7 separate regions of the Mus musculus genome follow, and regions 1, 2, 3, 4, 6 and 7 are each linked to region 5. The links are chromatin contacts, called in public Hi-C, HiChIP or PLAC-seq and Micro-C maps. All regions are on one chromosome and are shown on one strand. Each heading gives the region's core, a stretch centred on a gene start, on an enhancer-like site or on the middle of the called end of the contact. The rest is flanking DNA. Distances are from core to core; before and after follow the strand shown. Region 1 overlaps Gm39602 (a long non-coding RNA gene). Region 2 has its middle 42 kb from the start of Gm39602. Region 3 has its middle 87 kb from the start of Gm39602. Region 4 has its middle 22 kb from the start of Gm39601. Region 5 holds the start of 8430419K02Rik (a long non-coding RNA gene). Region 6 has its middle 25 kb from the start of Gm12018. Region 7 overlaps Etaa1 (Ewing tumor-associated antigen 1).

Region 1 (3,056 bases), core at 228-2,727, 860 kb before region 5:
ACCATGTGGGTCCCAGGGGTCAAACTCAAGTCATCAGACTTGGTGGCAAGTCCTTTTACCTGCTAAGCCATTTCACTGGCCCCTTATGGCAAAATACTGACTCAGAGGTGTTTAGGAGTGAACAGATAGCCCTCCCAGCCCTCCTGTCTTTCTGAAGGAATCTGTCCCAAGCCCTAGGTCTGCAGGCTTTTTCCTCCTCTCAGAAGTAGTTCAATTTCTCTCTTCAGAAGCCCTTCATCTCCCAGAACAGCTTTCATTACAGCAACATAAATAAAAAGTGACATAAAATTATATAGCCTTGTGTAAAGTAGTTTAAGGAAAATGTCTTTTACGGCAGCTTTTATGATTTCACCAATTAGTTATTAGACTTTCTCCATTTTTAATTTGCCATCCTCCAAGTGCATTTTCAACGTTTCTCCCCTCTCTCCTCTGAGTAGTGGTGTGAGGGCTGACGGGCCCCAGTGTAGGCTGGCTTTCTTGATGCATAGAGGCATTCCATTACAGCATGTTGCTAGATGCGGACAAAGCAAGGCCTGGGGGAGGGAAGCTGGTGCCCAGTTACTTTTAAGTGAAGAGTGTTGGTCTTGTGGCAAGCACTGCCCTGGGCCACCACTAAAGGTAGTAGCAGATAGACCACAGGGTCGCACGGCAGTGGCTGGACCTTAAGCTGATAAATCCTGAGTTTTTAGTGACTTTCCAAACATTCCCAGGAAGTGTGAATTGCAGAGATTTACTCCTGCCAAAATTTAATCGTGCAGAAAAAGTAAAATTTAGATCAGCGTATAGATTATTTTTAATGCGATTGCTCGACAGAAAAGGGCGAGGAAGGCAGAGTGGAGTCCTTAGAACGGGCGAGTCTAGACCATTGCAATTTGATTCATTTAGGGGAATTGTGTTCGGTTTGAGGCTTTGGCTTGGGCGAGGCTGTTCCTTCTGGGAGTGCATGATGTCATTGTGTCAAGCATGTCACAGCCAAGGCATTCTGGTATTTATGTTGGCCTCAGATCTAGCTCAGAGGACATGGCAGCCTCAATTTATTGCTACTTTAACTTTGTTTAGTCATGGAGAGGTTTTATTTATGTTGGTAAATTTCAAACAGTGGCCAACAGTGACCACACAATGAAAGGGCCTGCAAGATCCATCATCGGTAAATCACCTTGTTGCTGAGTTTCTTTAATTAAGGAAAAACTCTGTGTGTTGATCCCTGTGGTTGCTGGAAGGAACGTGGGGCGGGGAATTGCTTTGATTAATCCATCTATCAGCCTTGGAGGGTGAGTCTCCTGTTTCTGATTGTAGCTGGGCAAAGACCTAAATAAAAATTTATCTTGTCAAAACCTATGGTCTAACTGAAAGCAAATAAAAAAGTTTTATGACAGCCACATAAAGTTAAATAAATAGCTGGGAGGTGCACCGTGTCCTGCGGATGCTTCTCAGCAAAGCATGTGGCTGTTTCTGAGGGTGAGCTCAGCGAACTGAGAAATCACCTTTAATGGTCCCCTCGGTACTGTAACCAGCAACTGCTCTCTTTGTCTAACGTTCTAGGCTTTAGTCCCTGATTAAAACCAAAGGCTCGGCCTTGACACTGGGTGCTGTTTGAGCTACTCAGGGTAGAAGGCACAGTGTGTGCTATTCCAAGAAAAAATGAAATAACCAAGTTCTAGAGGAACTTTATATACACAGTGTCCTTAGATCACTTTCACCCTCAAGACCTCCCCCCATCTTTCAAGTGTGCTTATAAAGGGAGAAAACCTTGTCTTTTGCAACTGTGTGGGACCTTTTTTATTGATCTCTGGAAGGTGGTAGTTTTCACAGTGTGGGGGAGGGGAGCAGCAGTGAACTTTTTTTTTTTTTTTAAATGAAATCAGAGACTGGGACTTCGCCTCTGGTTGGACTCAACTCTCAGATATAGTTTTCCCTGTTCTGTAATAGTCTGGAAGAATATGCTGGGACAGAGGGCCTTTCCCACCAAGTATAGACTTCTCTCTCAGCATGGGATCACAGTGGAATACATTTTATTGCTAGTTAAAAAATATTTTTGAGTCAAATGAAAGACAGCAGTTGATGCTGAAGAAGGCTGCTCTTGATACAAGCATGGACTTAGGGTGAGTTGCTTTCCTTTTTAGGTTATGGAGAGGCTGTTCTCCTGGTCACGCTGTAGGAGCCTCTAACAGTGAAGGGCGATCTCTTGGCCCTGGATGTATTTGGCAACCAGTCCCTGTCTGTTTGATAGAATTACACCATAAGCGTGGGCTCGAGGAGTCAGATATGTTGAAGGGCTTGGAGTTGTAGGCACCCGTGTAGACAGTGCCTGTGTTGACAGAGTGAGGCTACGTGTGGATGTCAGCTGACAAATACACTGGCTGTTGCTTTCTTGTTACTGCGTCCTGCCTTTATTAAGGGAGTATGGCTACTGAGTAAGTGACTCAGGCCAGTAGGCATGGTGGTGATGTGTAACTGGGAAGTCTGCTCTATCAGAGTCTAGTTAGGAGATCGTGGAAAAGCGTGATAGGGGTGGGAGTGAGGGTGTGGGTGGGGCACTCTCACTTAACTAACTGGGTCAGTGTCCCTGAGCTGGAGGCTTGAGTTCCTTTAGAGGCAGGTACAGGGCAACACAAAGACCTGCCTTGTCCGGAGGAGGATTCTCAACTTTTTAAAGATTTATTTTATTAAAAAAAGTGTTTGTGTGTGGTGTGGTGTGTGTGTGTGTGTGTGTGTGTGTGTCTGTAGGTACTTGAGGAGGCTAGGAGAAGGCATTGGATCCCCTAGAGCTAGATTACTGGTGGTTGTGAGTCATCCTACATGGGTGCTGGGTGTTATAGTTATAAAACGATAAAGAACTCTAAAATGTTCTATGGGAGTGTGCTGAGGTATGGGGGAAGGGGGTCCCTCGGTGGGCCCATGTCAAGGCATCTCTTCCCCCTGAGGGAGCAGCCACATGATGGTATAGTATAGAATAGAGTTTATTCAGGGCATGGGGAGGGGAATTAAGAGAGTAGTAGAGACAGAAAGAGAGAGTAGAGAAATAGAGGCCATGACCATGTGTGTGGGGTGTGTGT
Region 2 (2,792 bases), core at 49-2,548, 910 kb before region 5:
TGGAGGCATTTCCTCAACTGAAGCTCCTTTCTCTGTGATAACTCCAGCTGTGTCAAGTTGACACAAAACTAGCCAGAACAGTATGTATGTATGTATGTATGTATGTATGTATGTATGTATGTATGTATGTATGTATAATGTTGCTCTCTTCAGACACTCCAGAAGAGGGCATTGGATCATATTACAGATGATTGTGAGCCACTATGTGGTTGCTGGGAATTGAACTCAGAACCTCTGAGAGAGCAGTCAGTGCTCTTAACTGCTGAGCCATCTCTCAAGCCCTGTAAAGTGTTTTTAAAATTAGCAATTAATGGAGGAGGGCCCAGCCCATGGTAGGTAGTTTCATCCTTAGGCTGTTGGTCCAGGGTTCTGTAAGAAGACAAACCATGACGAGCAAGCCAGTAAGCAGCACCCCTCCATGGCCTTTGCATCAGCTCCTGCCTCCAGGTTCTTGCTCTGCTTGAGTTCCTGCCCTGACTTCCTTCAGTGATGAACAGTGCTGTGGAAGTGTAAGCCAGGTAAACCCTTTCCTCCCCAAGTTGCTTTGGTCCTGGTGTTTCATCACAGCAATAGTAACCCTAACTTAGACATGAGTTGACATGACAATGAGGCAGTCTATGGAAGGAAGCAATGAAGTAGGGGCAGGAGGATTGTGAGTTACAGGCCAGCCTGAGCTATAGTACAGTAAGACTTTAAAAGACAAACAAAATAAACAGCAGAAGCAGAAAAGAACCGACCTCCTAGAAGAAATAGAGGAAATCATAACCATCATTTCAAGGAAAATCCAATAAGGCCTGGCGGCAGCTTCCAACAACTCCCCTGTTGCAGGTTTTGGACAACAGGGATGAAGAAAACAGTAAGATGAAATTCCAGGAAATAACCCAATCAGGTGTTGCTTAATGGGGTCTAGTATCATTAAAATCCAATTCGATTCATTTGGAGAGTGAAATACCACAAGTGCCGCTCCACCAGAATGGCTCCGGGAAGATGGAATTTGTATAAGCTGGGTTAATTCCTTGATCACCAATTTAAATAAAAATTGATAAAACATGAGGAGGTTGGCAGGCATGGAGGACTGGGATAGCACAGAGGGTACCAGAGGAGCCTTTCCTGCCAAAGGGAATTGGCAAAGAACGCAGCTTCAGAGCCGGCGTCCTGGAAGCCACAAGCGGTGGAGACAGAAGACCGCCTGCCCTCCCGCCCGCCCGCCTGCCCGCGTGCCGCTGTGGAGCAGGAGCCCTGCGGGGCCAAGCAGCTCATGAGGGACCTGCCCTGCTGACCTGCACATGTGGCTTTCTGGGCAGAAATGTGTGTTTCTTTCTGCGTAGAGTTGTGCTTCCTGTTAACTGGTGAGCAGCTTAATGGCTTGTCATTAACAGGTTGTATTTTTGGAAAACATAACAGCGACAGAGTCTCTCTGGGGCAAAAGACTCTGTCTCAGGCGCTGTCTCTCTCAATGTAGCAGTTATTGCGGAGTTGCTCAGTTGCAGATTTTTACACAAAATGTCTCCCTGGAGGTCTGAAAGAGTTGGAAGTCTCCACAGGGGCCCTCTAGACCTGTCATGTGCCCAGCCCCTCACTTTGTGCTTCTCAGCAAGTCCTGTACCTTTTCCTTTGTATTTGAGTATCAAAACAGATAATGTGTCCAGTAAGAGAGACTCCTGTGTGTTGCCTTTGAGTTCAAGGAAACATTTAGGGATTCTGGTACTATACCCTACTATGTGTCAGCCTAGCACACATAACTTAAAAAATTCTTCACAATGCATTTATTAAAGGAATATAATGATCCAATGGTCTTTTGGGCCACAAATGCAGAGGTCCTCTTCCTTCCTTCCTTCCTTCCTTCCTCTCTCTTTCTTTTTCTTTCTTTCTTTCTTTCTTTCTTTCTTTCTTTCTCTCTCTCTCTCTCTCTCTCTCTCTCTCTCTCTCTCTCTCTCTCTTTCTTTCTTTCTTTCTTTCTTCCTTTCTTTCTTTCATTCTTAACAGACTTAATTCATTTATTTTTCTTGTATAAAACCCTTATGTGGTAGCCGCAGCTGGAGCCTGGGTCCTTTGGACAGAGACTCTGGCATGGATTTTCCCAAGATGCTCAGTGAATTCCTAAGAAGGAGAGTTGGTGAACACAGTCTCTTTCCAGAGGTCAGGGGTCAGATAGTTGTAGGTCTTAGAGATGCTATCAAAGGTGATCTTGACAAAGTTGCCTAGGGTGGCAGTGCAGCTCCTGGCTGATGTGCAGCAGTTGTCTATACCGGCCATCATCAGTAGCTTCTTGGGTACAGGAGCAGAGATAATGTCAGTATCTCTGGGGGCAGGGATGAGACCCACCAACACAGAGCCACAACGGCCTGTTACCTTCCATGAAACAGTGTGGGGCTTGACAATCTTGTTTAGCCATTAGCCTCTTGGCACAGGGACAATGGTCAAAATGATGGCCCCTCAGAAGGCAGTGGCTACCTCCTTGGAACACTCAACACCAAGACCAACATGACCATTATAGTCCCCAACAGTAACAAAAACCTTGATCCTGGTCTGCTTGGCCAGACAGAGTCTGCTTCGGAACCTCCTCTTTTAGGGATGCACTCAGGGAAAGTCAATAATCCTGCATTCCGTAACGGGCAGGGAGAACAGCTAGATCTCCTCCAGGGATTGATCTTCATGTCCTTAACCAGGCAGCCCAGCTTGGCGATGGGCAGCCACTGCTTGTCGTCAGCTTTACCTCCACGAGCCCCACAGTCTCAACCAATGCCACAGCCTCATCCGTGACTGTGGCACCTATGACCACTGCCAAATCC
Region 3 (2,950 bases), core at 294-2,793, 950 kb before region 5:
TGATACGTAATGAGTTCGAGGTCATCCTGAGCTAGGTGAGACTGTCTCAAAAGCTAAAATCAAGGGCTGGAGAAATGGCTCAGTGGTTAAAGACCCGAGTTCAAATTCTAGCACCCACATGACAGCTTATAAGTGTCTGTAACTCCAAGATCTGACACCCTCAGACAGACATACATGGAGGGAAAACACCAACACACATAAAATAAAGATAAATAAAAAAATTTAAAAAGAGGAAAAAAAAAATTAAATCAAGCATTACCACCACTACCAACCCCTCCCCCAACCCCCACAACAGAAAACCAAGACGGCAAAGATCTGAAAGTCTTTTCATGTTTGCCAAATTTCTATTGTGTTAAAACAAGTTGCCAAAGATTCCAGGGTTCTCCAGAATTTCTGTTCACCAGAGTTCCGAAAATACTGGATTATTAGTTTGAGCTCAGCTACTTCGCCTGTTTGGTAGCCAGCGCTATAAGCAGAGGCACAAACAGGCGCGCTGGCTCCCTCTCGTGGACAGCATGGAGAAGACACGAGAAGAAAAGGGTGTAGAATCCCAAAGCAGTGTTTCACTGAAATAGACCCAAGCGATGTGGTCTGTAAACCAGCGTCTGAGGAAGTGTTGCATTTTGCTGGATAAGGTAAAAAGGACGGTCCACTGGAGGGGGGTTGTAAGACTTATAAACGGAATGTGCAGGTAGTGAACCAACAAGCGTCAGCCACTTGTTCAGCTCAACCGCAGTAAATGTTCCTGTGAGGGGAAATTCCCAAAACCAAACCCCATAGGGATCTTTCTCCTCCCTCTGTCGTCTCACAATTGGGAGACGCAAAGGGGATGCCAGAGTTCCCTCCGACCAGGGATCCCCAGTATAGCTTGGTCCCACCTTAGCATCATGGGGCTGCCTGGGCAGGAGCATGGGACCCCATGTCTCTAGCTCATTTCCTGTCAGGTGTTCTACTTAAGCCATCCAGCAGCCCTAGAGGGCTTCCAGGCCTCTCTGCCAAATCGAAGAGACTGTGTGCTCAGGGAGATTGGTTGAGGTCTCAGGCTTTTTCTCTCAAAAGGCCCGTGGGGGCGTGAGGTGGGGGAGGTGTTCTTGCTCACCTGTCTGACATTCTCTTTTGTGGTCTCTAGGTTGTTTTTGTCTTAGTTTTCTTTCAATACTTGGCCTCTTGTAGTCCAGGGTAGTCTCAACCTAGGTAGGCAGTAGAAGATGCCCCTCCCTCCTTCCTGCCTGCCTGCTGGGGTTACAGGTTCCTGCTCTTTTGTTTAGATGGTAAAGAGGCAGAAATATTTCTAAGTACTAGGACAGCTCATGATAGTGGCACTCACGAGTACCCAAGATCCATCTGCCTCCCGACTTAGTGTGGAGGTCACTTACTCCAGAAAGACCCCCGTTGAGTCCCCCAGGCACCATGAGGCAATTCTGTCATGATTCTGTGGGAGAGGAGGCATTCTAGAGGAAGTGATAATGTGAACAAGCTGAGCTCTCTGGTTAGCTGCCGGCAGCTGCCTGTGAGGATGATCTGTCCTCTCAGCTCCCTGCTGAGACAGGGCCCTGCCTCCCTGCTTTGGGTGTGTCAGCCCAGAATGCCTTCCAGGGGCTGTAGGGGCCTTCCCCAGCTTCTCCCTGCCTAAATGCCACTGCGGTGCTGTGCCTGCAAGCCTCCAGCTGAGGAACGAGCTCCTTTGGGGTGGGTGGATGCCAGGGCTGGATCATGTGCAGGCAGGCAGAGAGGCGCATGGATGCAGGAGAGAAGGAGGTGGCTGATAATGGGCAGTGGGCAGGGGAATGGGGAATGAGGAGGTGTGGGAGAGGCCTGATGACCCGCAGTCAGGTTTAGCCAGGTGGAGGAAGAGGGCCTGCTGGGGAAGGACTTTGAAGGAGTAGATACCTGGAGGTCAACTCTGCAGCCTAGCCTGCGGCCACTTGGAGTCACTTCTTACCACTTCATTGGCTGACCAGAGCTCCAGGCCTCCAGGCAGCAGCTGTGTCGTGGGTCCCCTGCTTGACCCTAGGGTTTCAGGGAAAGCTTCCCATAATGAAATTCTGGGCTGAGTTTCAAGAATGAGAAAGGATGTTCCAGGGAAATAGAGCACCCTACTTAGATGTGGGCAGGAAGGACCCTGCCTGTGTGCTAGGCTGCGGAGGGCATGCCACGCCTCTGGGATGTGAAGTCTGCAGAACTGTGAGTGGGCACATTCCAGCCCAGCTACCCGTCGGGGAGCCCTGGAAGCTTGAGGGTTGGTGCTTGGAGTGAGGAAGGACAATAGTCGCAAATGTCACGTGGTCATCGAAGAGGCCCAGAGTGTCCAGAGCCCTGCAGTTCCTAACATTACAAGGGACATCCTGTGCCAGCAATTTCAGTGGATAGTGAGGCAGGCCCCCAGGGGTCAGTGGAGACAGGAGGTCAGAAGGAGGAAGCAGAGAGCAAAGACAACCAAGACGAGATCAACTCTCAACAATGGGCTAACAGGATTAAAACAAAACAAAACAAAACAAAACAAAACAAAACAAAACAAAACAAAACAAAACAAAACAAAACACCAGAAACAAAACAAACAAAACCTCAGTGGAGAAGGAGGACCAGAGGCAGAGGGGGCTGTGTCAGCTCTCTGATGTATTTAATGGAATTATGAAGTGTATGTGTTTAAAGAAAGCAAATGATGTAGTAAGTGATGTTCAGATGAAAACCAAACTTTAGAGCAAAGTGGGAAGTCAGGAAGAGGGCCAATGGTGGTCACAGCCAGCCAAGGCCCACTACTCTAGGGTCAGAGAGGATGTGGAGTGACAAGGCAGGCAGGCTCCCTGTCCATTTCCTGGTGGGACTAGAGGTAAGGGCAGAGAGCGAGGATGATGGAGGTAAGGAAGGAGAGAGGTCAGTGGGCAAGAGGGTCCACCAGCTCATGATGCCAGTGGCGGAGAAGTTCACTAGGTGGTACAGGTCTGGGCGA
Region 4 (3,091 bases), core at 109-2,608, 760 kb before region 5:
AGTGTGTGTGTGTGTCTGTATGTGTGTGAGTTACAGTGCATGTGTGGAGGTCAGAGGACATCTTGAAGGAGTCAGTTTTCTCTTCCACCATGTGTAGTCCAGGGATTAAACTTAGGTCATCAGGCTTGGTGGCCAGTGCCTTTAACTGCTGAGCATCTCACTGGGCCCCATAATTGTATTTTATGTGTGTTTCTGTTTGAAGGCATCTCCTTTAGTAAATATTTATGGTGAACTACTATGAGCTGCATAATCAAGAGACACAACCTGCTGGATGCAGCTGGGTGCTTACCTGCATGGAGTATACCATAGCTGCCTGAAACATGGGACATCAGATAAGCTGAGCCCTCAGCAGCCATTTTAGTTTGTTTACTTATCTTTCATTGTTCATTAAATTTGTCTTTAACTAGTACATAAAACATGAAAATTATATATTAGTGGGGCATTGTTTTAACATATATACATATATATGTACACATACACACATCATACATACATACATACATATGTGTGTGTGATATGAAGTCATGTTAAAATATTTACTCAAACATTTATCAATTCTTCATTGTGGAAACTTTCAAAACCCTTTTGGCTTTGTAAAATGTATACTGAACTACTCTTCTCTATAACCGTGCTCCAGTGTAAGGGGGAATCAGGATAGCTTCCTCCTGTGCAACTCAGCAGTTACTGATCCAGGGTTACTGATCCCATGTTCCAGGGTCAATTTTATACAGCAAAACCACTAACAAAAAAGTAAAAATACAAAACAACTGGTCGTAAGTAGGCATCAAGAAGGATGCTTGTTTATAGCAATCCAGCTGAAGCAATGCAGAGTTTTGCCTTGTGCCAGCTCAGTAGTGGAGTGTGAGCACTGAGCAAGCTCAGTGCCTTGCAGCTCTGCCCATGGCTGTGAGCAGCTTCAACAGGACTGTCTGGGATTATAAATAAACTTGGGTGAGCCTACAGGTTCCGAATTACGGTCTCCACAAATGAGACTGGGCTGCAATTTGATAATTGGTGTTGAAAAGCAAACTTAGGGTTTGGAGAGAGATTGAAATTTTCAACAGGCTTTCTGGGCTCTTAATACTTGTTTAACTGCGAATCCCACAGAAAATTTCTCCAGGATCGAGTGGGAAAGAAGTGGAAGGAAGGAGCTGTGGTACTCATGGACAGAAGCAGAAAAGGGAAGGGCTGTGTGAAGCCCCAGGAATCTAGAAGCAAAGATCTCCGCGGCCAGGGGAAGGGAGGACAAAATGGGGCTGGGTAAGATGAAATGAGCAGGCAGCAGGGTGAGGCCACAAGGAACGCAGTGTGGCCTGGGAACGCGGCAACAGCACGCTGACTCAGACGCTTTTGGCCCAGGACTGCTACTGCTCTGCCTTGCTCTGAGCCCTGTAGTAGTCTCTTGAACCTTCTACCCTGTAGTATCCCTGTGGCCTGACCTGGAAGGTGCAGGGCTCTGGCTCTGGTCTTCTAGCCACATGAGAGATTTCTTGGGCAGAAGCCCTGTGCTATGGACTTCCTTGCAGATGATTTAAGCAAGGACACAGCCCTGCTTTTCGCTTACAGGGAGAAAATTGAAGCTAGAGATCTGATCCTTTAAGAGGCCTTTGAACTTGTAAACCCAGACACATATGTGTCAAGAATGGAAACTGGCAAAGACTGTACCCCATAGTTTGAACTTAATTGCTTTTGGTATGCACTTGAAAAAGATAAAATACCCTAAGACATTTAACTTTAGAAACTCTCTCTGTTATACTGCACAGTAAGTAATTTTCACAAGGATTTGGCTGAGATAGATATTCAGGATCGACACGCAGGAATGGTTTCAATATGTGGTGGGCCAAGAAAAACAAAGTCACTGTGACCCACACTTTGCAGATCTAAGAGGGACAGAGGAGCAAGTAGCGATAATTAATTCCAGTTTTGGAGAAATACTGTAACTCTACAGCCACACGCCTCTGTCTTCACCCTGTTCTGTGTTTCTTGGGGGAAGGGATATAGAGTCTCAACCCAGGGCATATAGTATAGGAGATGGTTGTATAGTGAGGGCCTGCTAGCTGCCAAGTGAGGGCAGAGCTTTGTGTGGTCTGCAATGTAGGAACGACAGAATGAGCTGCTCCATTTGGAAGAATGCTCCGCAGTGATCTTCAGCGAGGAAGCCTGGTGGTCGCTCCGCTGGCTGTGGGGCTGTAGACAAGTAAAGGTGATGCTGCTGCCCAGGTACTTTGACCCCTGTGGTAGTTTGAATGCAAATAACCCCCACAGGCTCATGTGCGAATGCTTGGCCCCCAGTTAGCATTTTGATAGCTAAGTATCAAGAGTGTGGCCTTGTTGGAGGAGATATGTCACCGTGGGTGGGTTTGAGAAATCAATAGCCCATTCCATTCTCTCTGCCTCTTGGTTTCTTCTCAAGAGATAAGCTCTTAGCTACTGCTCCAGCATCATGCCTGCCTGTGGCCATGTCCTCCATCATGATAGTCATGGACTCACTCTCTGAAATTGTAAGCTCCTGCCTTAGTTATTGTTCTATGGCTGTGAAGAGACACTGTGACCAAGACAGCTTATAAAAGAAACTGGGAGCTTGCTTATAGTTTCAGAAGGTTAGTCCATGATCATCTGGAGGGGCATATGCAGACAGGCAGGCAAGAGGCAGGCGGGCAGGCATGACACTGGAGTAGTAGCTGAGAGCTTACATCTGAGCTATGAACCCAAGGCAGAGATAGACTATACTTGGCATGGGCTTTTGAAGCCTCAAACTCTCCTCTAGTGACACACCTTTTCCAACAAGGCCATACTTCCTAAACAGTCCACCAAATAGGAAGCAAAATTCCCCTCTGAGCGGGCACTCTCATTCAAATTCACACATTGGTCTGTTCTGGCTCGATGCAATTTTTTCAGTTATGTTGACCTGCTGTGGACTTAATTCTTGGCTCCTATCACCCTGTGACTCCTCCCAGGAAGCCCTGCCAGGGAGGACATGGCTTGCTTTGTAGTCACTTGTCTTCCCTGGGCATCTGTTGACTTCTTGTTGAGGTTCAGCCCATTTCTCCTCCTCTTTGGCTGTTAGCTTCCACTACCAAAGGACCTTGGG
Region 5 (2,727 bases), core at 84-2,583:
TGTGGAGATTAAAAAGAATCATGATCATTAATGTCTAGGAATTAGAAAAAAATAAAGCAAGCTTTTGTGCCATGGTTTCCCCCCTCGGAGTGAGGATTGTGCGAGCCTTGCTCCTCAGGTCTCTCTGTTCCTGCCCCTGACACCCTCCCGTTTAATTCTGTTTTAGCTTTTCCTCTTGTAAATTTCAGAGCCAGCTTTGAGGTTATTGACGACACTTATCGGAAGGAGGAAAATAATAGAGGTGTGGAGAGTGGTTTTGATGTTTCTTAAAGGACAAAAACAAAACGCCCTCCCCTAAACAGGGCACACAATTATACAGGCTTCTTTTTTGGGGGTGGGGGTGGGGGGGTGGGGGGAGTCCGCTGGCTGAATGAGACTAGTATGACTAAGTTTCTTTTACAAAAAATTTAAAAATGTTACCCGATCATATTTAATCAAATGTAATTATAACACATTCAAAATGAATAATATGCCTTGGAAGTATTTTTATTGTTATTGTTCATTGCACGATGTTCGACTGCTTTAGAAGCACAGGAAAGAAGCAAACGCGCTACAAATGGGGAATTACCCTCGTTTAGCATTAAAATTCATTTAGATAAAATTGCCACAAACATTTAAATGGGAAGATTAGTTCCCCCTCACGCCTTATTGCACTCGCTCAATGGTTCCGTTAAGAACATTTTACACGTTGGAAATTCCGTCTTCTCAGACGGCTTGCTGTTTCCTAGTTACACACATTCAAAGCAAAGGCTGCAGCCACGGCAGCCGCAGCAGCGGCAGCAGGGGGAAAAAGTTTGGCAACTGGTCTGCAATTCATCCGCTGCGCCCCTAGTTTCCCTCCACCCTCCCCAGTTCCCCCCCATTAACAGCCCCCCCCCCCGACTTATGTGTTCGAAGAGCCCGGCCTCGAGGAGCCAAGGTTGGTTGTACAGTATTGACAATATTAAACTACAAAGAAATGGAAAGAAGCCGGTGGGTCCCTCTCTGCGTCTCCCGCTTTTGTACGAGGCTGAGGGTTGAGTGCAAATGTGCCGAGTCGCCCGCACCCCGACCCCAGGGCCGCCGGGCGCGCCGCCGTGGCCCGAGACGTCTCCAGGAAATTCGCCACTGCTCTCGCTAGCGCGGTGGTGGAAACGTGTTAAAGGCTCAGCTTGCAAAGTCCTGGCACCGTCCAGTCCCTCCTGGCCCTCTTCTCGCCCCACCCCTCCCCCCGCCGCTCCCCCCCCCCCCCAGCCCCTCACCCCTGTCCTTTCTTTTGAGCCGCAGGAAAAGAGGAAAGTCGTCTTCTACTGCCACCTTTTGGGGATTTGGAAAAACGACGCAGTAGGAGACCGGAGGGAGGCGGAGCGCGGCAGTGTGTTTTGAGGGGGCGGGGGGGAGGGGGGGGGAAGAAACCCCCTTATGATCATGCGTCGGAACTGGCGCCCTTAATCTGATGCTTAAATATTTGATGTGGAAAAATTACCCATAAAATTAGTTACTAACAATTTCAAATTGAAATCACTTATCGAATTATAAGCGCATTAAAGCTGTATGGATGGTATTAGGAGTTCCTTTGGAGGCTGTCTCCTCTCGGGGAACCCGGCCCACGAGTTTTACCGCGGGGAGAGGCGTGCTAGGTGGAGCCCTGGGGAGACCAAACGACAAGGACAGCAGTTGGGGTGCCGGGTCCTAGCGGGCCTAGAGAAGATGGATCTGGGTATGGGGATCGCATTCCGGGCAGAAGCGCATACTGAGTAACTCCAGGGACAAAGTCCGAACGTTGTGAAAGGGGAAAACTGCTCTTTTACGCTGGAATTCCGAGCCTTCAGTGATGCTTTCAGCTCCCCCTGTGTAGGCGGGAGGGGGGTGTTGGGGGTGGGCTGAGAGGAGTTTTGAGATGTCTCTAATGAGACCGCCGCGGCCGGCTCACCCAGCTCCAGCCGCGTCTCAGACTCCCTTTAGTTTCCCTCTGCACGACATCGGGGCTGGGGCTGGGGCTGGAGCTGGTACGTGGGCGGGTGGGTCTCAGTTGTGATCCCACACTACTCCGAGGTACTCGGGGTCTGCAGAAGAGTCCTATGCTTGCCCCCATCCCCACCTCCGCCATCTGAAAGTCAAAGTTAAGAAGAATTAACTGTCTCGGTAGCCTGGGTGTCCATGAGTTAGCGCAAAAGCATATTCAAAGACTTCTTCGGCTCACTCTGGGCTCCGTCAATTGGAACCCCTCAGAGTGGTTTGTAGTTGCCAGAATGCTTTCACAGGACTTTTCCAGACGGAGCCCCGGCTTCCGAATCCCAGGGCGCTCATGGGAGCATGTCGGTGAGAGCTTGGGCCCTGGAGGCTGCCTTGAACAGTCAGGCTGGGCAAGAGGGTGAGCTTCCAGAGTGTATAGCACTCCGGTAGAATGGAGAAGAATAGTGTCACAGTGTGTTGGGCAGAAGCTCCTTCAAGTTTCCTTAAAAGTCCTAGAAACTTCCCCCACTTTGGATCCCACAGGCCCTCGGCCCTTGGGAAGGCAGTTAAAGCAGAAATTGGTGATATAGGTTCTCAACGGGTGTTTGGACCGTAAGCAGGGAGGTGTGGGTTTGTGTGTGGGGCGCCCAGTTTGAGTCATCATTTTTCCTGGTCTCTTCTGTGCTACCCAGCACCCCCTGGCCCTTTGGCAAACCATACCATCAAGGGTAGACGCAGCATTAGAGGCTAAGAGCTCTCTGGTTGGGGGAAAAGATCTGGGCGGGAGAGTTG
Region 6 (2,928 bases), core at 415-2,914, 810 kb after region 5:
AACTGTTTGGGTGGATAGGCCAATGGTGGTCTAAACCACCCACTCACCACACACACACACACACACACACACACACACACACATACACACACACACACACATACACACACACATACACACACACACACACACACACACTCACACACACTCACACACACACACATACACACACACACACACACAACTCCAAGCAAGAATGGGATGTTTGTGACTTACTTTCCCTTGCTGTGATGAAGCAGCATGGTCAAAAGCAACCTGTGGAAGGAAGAGTTTATTTTGGCTTGTAATTCCAGAAAGATAAGAGATATGGTGGGGAGACATGGCATGAGTAATCATGGTGAAGAGGCATGACAAGGCAGCAGAAGCAGGTGGCTGAGCAATCAAATCTCAACCCCAAGAACAAAGGAGAGAGAGAAGTGGGTAGAAGCTTCGAATTCTCAAAGCCCACCCCCTTTGGCCTACTTCTTCCAGCAAGGCTGCAGCTCCTCCTAACCCTTTCCCACATTGCCACCAACTGGGGATCAAGTACTCAAATGCCTAAGCCTAAAAGAGACATTTCTCATTTGAGCCACCATGACACTGTATCATATTTAACCACACACAGTCAATTTAAAATGTGTAGTGTGGACACCACAGTGAATGCAAGAAGAACCCATGAAATGGTCTCATCTGAAAAGGGAATACAGGACCCAGAGTTCTATGTGAACTGCCTATTTCCAGTCCCAGTAGTTGCCTTCCATCAAACAATGTCATGAGCTACCCTAAAATCAAATGGAAGTTAACGTGTAAGAAAGGAGAAACCAATTCCAGGCTAGCTCTTTTGTAATATAATCAACATTGCACTTACGATGATTTTAAAATTTGAAGTTGAATTCCATCTCTTTTTTTTTTTTCCATAAAACTCAAATGGGAGAAAGCACGAGAGCTTAAGGAGATGGTTCCTATGTGTTTCCTGCTGGGACACACGGTAGAGATGACTGGAAGCTAGGACTGTTGGTGCAAGGTATACCATTATTTTATGCAAAGATAGGAAACCCAGACATAACAACTCCTGCTTTGACTTGTGATGCTTGCCTCCTTCTGACCTGCCTTGCTGTCTATAAGCACACCTTCCTTTTTTCCAAGCATCTGATTGGCTGCTCCTTTTGTCACATGTTTTGTTCCACCAATATCACACTTAGTGCATGTTTCTCTGCACTCCTGCCTTTCTTGCCTGCAAGAGTAGTTTTGCTTCAGTGATAAGTAGCAATGTATTTTGTTAAAGATACTTTCAGAGAAGCAGCACCATGTATACAGCGCAATGCATATCATGCCACTAAAGTTAAAAAAAAACAAACAAACAAAGACAACAACAACAACAACAAAAACATGTACAGCTATAGCCAGGATCAATAATGTACAGGTAGTGACTGCTACTATCACTGCCACATGTCCAAAAGTAAGCATAAAACATTGATGAGAAACCACATTCCAATTTCAGAGATGTAATAAAAAAAAATACAATGAGGATCATACCATAGGATGTTCACTTCATCTGTGGCAACCAGTTTGAGGAGCTCATGTGTCTCTTCCCAGTGAAGCTCCCCAAGGGGCAATAGCACTAGCTCAAGCACACCTACACTCAGTGACTTCAGCATGACTCACCGGTGGCTCAAGGCCTACAGGGAGGGCTCCCGGATTTCTGCCAATAAGCTTGCATGTGACTAGTTGTGATTCGGTGGATTTGAAGCATATGGCAATATGGCTACTTGCCACTGGCTTTGTGGTATGCTAGGCCAAAGCTGAAGAATCCCCTTCTGTGTTCACTTTCCTTCTGTTTGTTTGAAGTTCCTTTTCTAAGAGAGTTAAAAATCTCTGCTCTAGTCTTTACTTGAATTGTCAAAGTGGATAGAGGATATCACCATCTAACTTGTCAATCTGCCCTTCAGACAGTAATAACTCAACTCTTCCTATCCCTATCTATCTAGGACAAAACCAAAATCATATTTCCAGTCCTGTGTCTTCTTGTTGGCTCGAGCTACACAGGCTAACAGCTTTGGTCAGTTTGAGTCAGTACCACAGCCCCTGCTCCTTTACTTCCTGAAGGATGGTAACTCATTTTCTTATTGACCTTGAGTGAGCAAGTCATCAGATTTCTCACAGCAAGTCCACTCTGTTTCCTACTTCAGAGCTTATTCATCCTCAAGCTCTCTGGTCTTTATCTGGAAAATGCACTGAAATGCTTCTGCTACATGTATTTATTGTAAATATGTCCCTAAAACTGCACATGATTTAAGTGTGTGGCTGGTTTTAGTTTCTAAATGAATATATAAAATAAACCTGTATACAACTGGATAGCTTCCAGACCTGTGTGTTGTGCATCAGACCTTCAGTTATAGCTTCACCTGCACGAATCAGCTCATGAATGTAAACTACAGTTTCCTCTTTCCGTCGGGTTCCTGGGGAAGTCTATTTGATTTCATTTGGAAACCTGTGGATAATGTTGATTCTCCACTTCAAAACCTTCAATATAAATAAGACGAAACATTAGATATGACTCAGTCCTCAGAGCCACTCATTCATTCTTCGTTCACCCATTCAGTATGATCCATCCAGTATGAGCCTACAGTATAGCAGGGAAAGTCATCTATAAAGACAATTACAGTGCAGTACATTATGTCGAATGTAAAGATACGCTTAAAGCATCAGGACGCACAAAGTCTGTGTATCACTCTGACATCTTCAGAAGCTGCAACCCACCAGAAACAAGCTCCCCGTTATCAAGTTTGACATTCTGAGTGGCTATTGAGGAGAGACAGATGGTGTTTGACCACAACAAAGGGGAACTGAGGAACAGAAGGCTTTGTTTACACTCCAAGTGAGGAAATGGAGGGTTAAAAAAGTAATCACACCAACGCAAAAAGAGGAGGACGATAGCAAAGTATCAGG
Region 7 (2,995 bases), core at 289-2,788, 940 kb after region 5:
CAAAAAGAAAAAAAAAGCTTTATTATGTAAGTAATAAAGCATCGTTGACATTTAGAATTGGTAGAAACATCGCCTCTGGTCGAGCTTCTCTATCATATAGGTTAGACAGAACAATTCAAGCTGTTCTTTTTCTTTGTGTACATGTGTGTTTGAGTCAGGGTCTTGCTCTGTGGCCCAGACTGGCCTTCAACTCTCTCTGTTACCCAAATGGCCCCACACTATCAGTGATCCTCTTGCCTCAGCCTCCCTGTGCTTTTAAGTACAGATGTGTGCCACCATGCCCAACTTACTGTGCTACTTTCAGAGTCACAGACAAGGTCAGCCTGTCCTTGTGTGAGACAATCTTAACTGTTGCATGACTTGCTTCAGTCTGTTCGTACTTAAAATAACTGGAAGGCACAGAAACACTTTAAAGTACATTAAAGGCTGCTTGTTAGCAGTACTTACATACATTCTTTATCTTAAAGAACTAACTAATCTTTCCAGGATTCAAAATTAGACTTTCTATTCTCACTTTTCTTATCACTCTAATTTCCCTTCTAATTAATTATTTAACTTAAGTGTTTTTCCCTCTGTCATCCCCCCCTCCCTCCCCTTTTGGCTTTTAAACAATGAGCCAGTAATAAAGCCTTTAAACTAAAGGGGGCGGGGGTGGCAGTAAGGATGCTAGTAGTTTTTTAAATGCTTTTTAAATAATATGAAGAAAATTATAGATATGAAGTATTCATTTTGATCTGATGTTCACTACTGTTCAGGTGTCTTAGAGCTTTGACAAACTGATAGTTATGTATCATTTTTCAAATGTTATTTTTATATATACAGTAAAACAGATTTTAGTTTCCCTGTATTATCAAAGAGTATATTATAAAGACCTAAATAAATGTTTTAAGTTATTATGTAAGAGAGTGAAGAGACTAGATTCCTTTTCGGTTTTTTTCTTTTTTTTTTTTTTTTTTTTTTGGTTTTTCGAGACAGGGTTTCTCTGTGTAGCCCTGGCTGTCCTGGAACTCACTCTGTGGACCAGGCTGGCCTGAACTCAGAAATCCGCCTGCCTCTGCCTCCCAAGTGCTGAGATTAAAGGCGTACGCCACCACACTCGGTTTATATTGCTTTTCTAGTGAGTCTGAATTCAATCTGTTCTAAGTCTCTCTTTGCTCAAGTTCTCCCATCACTTATTTTCTGTAGAATTCTTTTAAGTCATCCTGCCCATCCTTTTACACTTGGCCTGGTGAGTCTGTTTTTTTGTTTTTTGGTTTTTTTTTTTGAAATTTATACCTGACCATCCTCACTGAAATTGATACTAAGTGACTTGTGTTATCTTTCTAAGGAAACATAAAAACACTTCTGGATAGTGGAGATGTGCTGGTCCAGCAGGCTACCCCTCTCTGCCTTTCATACCACTCTGCTATCCTCATTCTTTAGTGTCTTTGGAAGGACTAGTATGCAAAGGGCCACCTAGTTTGCATGAGTTGGCACTTTTCCTGTCTCCCTGGGATGTTGTGTAGTGGGTTGGCTTGATGCTGCTTATATTCTTATGCTAATATTGAGCCCCATGACATGGTTGTCCCAGAGGAGATAATCTGTATGTAAACCTAGGTGATACTGTGACCTTGCCCTTAAGTTATTTTTGATTTGTAAATAAAGATGACAACAGCCAGTAGCAGGGCAGAAGAGACATAGGTGGGTTTTAGGGTTCCTGGGCTTGGGGTTGGAGAAGTACCACAAAAGGGAGAAGAAGGTGAAGGAGGAAGGAGAAGACACCATGGGTTAAGGGAATTCATGAAAGCATGGCCCTGAGGGCTAGTCATTTGGAGTTAAGAGTAGCCCAGATGAAATGTAGTGAAAGACCCACAACGTGAGGACTCCCCCACATTCTGACTCAGGAGAGGCGACACCCCAAAATCACCCACAAGAAACAGTCTTGCTGCAAACTGCAAGAGGATTTTTATTCAAGAGCGCTCTCGGGCCCATGGTCATACACCACGCAGGGGTAGAGGACCGGACCGTGCCCCCCCCTCCCCCGTAGCTGGGTCAGGGGGTATTTAAAGGAAGAAACCACAACTCAAGGAGGTGGGAAGGGTGTTGTTGGAAAATACCAAAAATACCAGTTAAGAGTCATAAGGAAGTGCAAAGTTACAAGAGTTACAAGGAATACCTGGTAATTGTGAGGGTTATTTCTCAAGACAGTTTCTAAGAGCCCTTAACAATAGCACATTTGCATAGCGGGTTCCAGAAATGGTCAGGGTGGGTCAGGGTGACTTTCTTTGAGTGAATACTGCTTGAACCCAGGAAGTGGGTGGGTGGAGGGATGTCACTATCTGTTTTATGATTAGCATACCTTGGAGCATTGAGCCACAAAGATCACATTCCCAAGCCTGGGCCCAAAGGCCTAGAATTTTGTTTTTACTACTCTTTCATTAGTACATGGTAATTCAGGGTTGTTGATAGGAAAGTAAAATCTAATAGCATAGAGGGTAGATAATCTGCCCAGCTCTTGTGCTGTTTAAGGCTTACTGTAAATAATAAAAGTTGTGTGTCTTTTGTCCAGGAACTGAATGAACAAGGTGGGGTAGAAACTCCAGGTTGGGATTAACTTCTATAACAAATGTCTTCAAAAGACAAACCGCTTGGTCGGCCTGGCACCAGTAGTGTTTCAAGCTCTTTGGCTATTTTTGTTTCACTGAAAGTTTAATTCAGCATGACCTTATTAGAGAAAAGAGCACCCATACCTGCTCCTTCTCTCCTTTTTTCCAGACCCCCTCAGAGTTCCTGGGGACCAAAGAGCATACATTGGCTGGTCCAAAAGGAAGGGGATCACTTGGTACTGTGGAGACTTGACTCCCCAGAGAAGGGGGATGCTAGAGGGGAGAAGTGGGAGTGGGTGAGTGGGTGGGGGAACACCCTCTTAGAGGCAAAGGGGAGGGACATTAGGGTGGAGGGGAGACCAGGAAGGGGAACATTTGAAATGTAAGTAAAATAATAAAGAACAAATACC

Evidence for each region. A called contact is a pair of places that touch in the nucleus more often than the background predicts. HiChIP or PLAC-seq counts read pairs in DNA pulled down with a chosen protein or histone mark.
Region 1: a contact with region 5 is called in a Hi-C map of uterus, with 4 times the contacts expected there. The contact joins the enhancer-like site here to the promoter of 8430419K02Rik in region 5. A contact is called at or near these places in 9 of 484 Hi-C or Micro-C datasets (colorectal tumor organoids, embryonic fibroblasts, embryonic stem cells and 2 more) and 14 of 115 datasets of contacts at active chromatin or transcription factors (a beta-TC-6 cell line, bone marrow-derived macrophages, craniofacial prominence and 9 more).
Region 2: an H3K4me3 HiChIP or PLAC-seq map of embryonic limb bud shows a contact between it and region 5, with 5 times the contacts expected there. The contact joins the enhancer-like site here to the promoter of 8430419K02Rik in region 5. A contact is called at or near these places in 16 of 115 datasets of contacts at active chromatin or transcription factors (craniofacial prominence, differentiating embryonic stem cells, embryonic basal ganglia and 9 more) and 1 of 9 other capture datasets (embryonic stem cells).
Region 3: a contact with region 5 is called in a Micro-C map of embryonic stem cells, with 6 times the contacts expected there. The contact joins the enhancer-like site here to the promoter of 8430419K02Rik in region 5. A contact is called at or near these places in 15 of 484 Hi-C or Micro-C datasets (LSK cells, cerebellum, cerebral cortex and 7 more), 11 of 115 datasets of contacts at active chromatin or transcription factors (the NIH/3T3 cell line, astrocytes, embryonic hindbrain and 5 more) and 1 of 9 other capture datasets (embryonic stem cells).
Region 4: a contact with region 5 is called in a Hi-C map of uterus, with 4 times the contacts expected there. The contact joins the enhancer-like site here to the promoter of 8430419K02Rik in region 5. A contact is called at or near these places in 3 of 484 Hi-C or Micro-C datasets (embryonic stem cells and uterus), 7 of 115 datasets of contacts at active chromatin or transcription factors (craniofacial prominence, embryonic forebrain, embryonic hindbrain and 3 more) and 1 of 9 other capture datasets (embryonic stem cells).
Region 6: a Hi-C map of adipose-derived mesenchymal stem cells shows a contact between it and region 5, with 2.3 times the contacts expected there. The contact joins the enhancer-like site here to the promoter of 8430419K02Rik in region 5. A contact is called at or near these places in 3 of 484 Hi-C or Micro-C datasets (adipose-derived mesenchymal stem cells, embryonic fibroblasts and uterus) and 2 of 115 datasets of contacts at active chromatin or transcription factors (embryonic hindbrain and neural tube).
Region 7: a contact with region 5 is called in an H3K4me3 HiChIP or PLAC-seq map of embryonic stem cells, with 5 times the contacts expected there. The contact joins the enhancer-like site here to the promoter of 8430419K02Rik in region 5. A contact is called at or near these places in 2 of 484 Hi-C or Micro-C datasets (adipose-derived mesenchymal stem cells and embryonic fibroblasts), 4 of 115 datasets of contacts at active chromatin or transcription factors (embryonic forebrain, embryonic midbrain, embryonic stem cells and 1 more) and 1 of 9 other capture datasets (embryonic stem cells).

The regions. Positions count from the first base shown.
Region 1 is chr11:19,735,497-19,738,552 of GRCm38.p6, reverse strand. The region is part of intron 1 of Gm39602 (a long non-coding RNA gene); the gene reads left to right. Among named protein-coding and RNA genes, the nearest start is that of Gm39602, 5.7 kb to the left of the region's middle. Within about 2 kb of position 1,477, at least 35 of the 459 cell types and tissues checked have an H3K27ac peak or open chromatin away from gene starts, as enhancers often do. A contact at or near this core is called in uterus, where this site is marked.
Region 2 is chr11:19,783,732-19,786,523 of GRCm38.p6, reverse strand. It overlaps the pseudogene Gm12029. Among named protein-coding and RNA genes, the nearest start is that of Gm39602, 42 kb to the right of the region's middle. Within about 2 kb of position 1,298, at least 3 of the 459 cell types and tissues checked have an H3K27ac peak or open chromatin away from gene starts, as enhancers often do. A contact at or near this core is called in embryonic limb bud, where this site is marked.
Region 3 is chr11:19,828,389-19,831,338 of GRCm38.p6, reverse strand. No RefSeq gene overlaps it. Among named protein-coding and RNA genes, the nearest start is that of Gm39602, 87 kb to the right of the region's middle. Within about 2 kb of position 1,543, at least 77 of the 459 cell types and tissues checked have an H3K27ac peak or open chromatin away from gene starts, as enhancers often do. A contact at or near this core is called in cerebral cortex, cortical neurons and embryonic stem cells, where this site is marked.
Region 4 is chr11:19,639,633-19,642,723 of GRCm38.p6, reverse strand. No RefSeq gene overlaps it. Among named protein-coding and RNA genes, the nearest start is that of Gm39601, 22 kb to the right of the region's middle. Within about 2 kb of position 1,358, at least 41 of the 459 cell types and tissues checked have an H3K27ac peak or open chromatin away from gene starts, as enhancers often do. A contact at or near this core is called in uterus, where this site is marked.
Region 5 is chr11:18,876,216-18,878,942 of GRCm38.p6, reverse strand. 8430419K02Rik (a long non-coding RNA gene) reads left to right here and starts at 1,333. Exons shown (of 4, transcript XR_003949854.1): 1 at 1,333-2,727.
Region 6 is chr11:18,069,872-18,072,799 of GRCm38.p6, reverse strand. No RefSeq gene overlaps it. Among named protein-coding and RNA genes, the nearest start is that of Gm12018, 25 kb to the left of the region's middle. Within about 2 kb of position 1,664, at least 30 of the 459 cell types and tissues checked have an H3K27ac peak or open chromatin away from gene starts, as enhancers often do. A contact at or near this core is called in adipose-derived mesenchymal stem cells, where this site is marked.
Region 7 is chr11:17,936,659-17,939,653 of GRCm38.p6, reverse strand. Etaa1 (Ewing tumor-associated antigen 1) reads left to right here. Exons shown (of 6, transcript NM_026576.4): 6 at 1-901. Among named protein-coding and RNA genes, the nearest start is that of Etaa1, 16 kb to the left of the region's middle. Within about 2 kb of position 1,538, at least 9 of the 459 cell types and tissues checked have an H3K27ac peak or open chromatin away from gene starts, as enhancers often do. A contact at or near this core is called in embryonic stem cells, where this site is marked.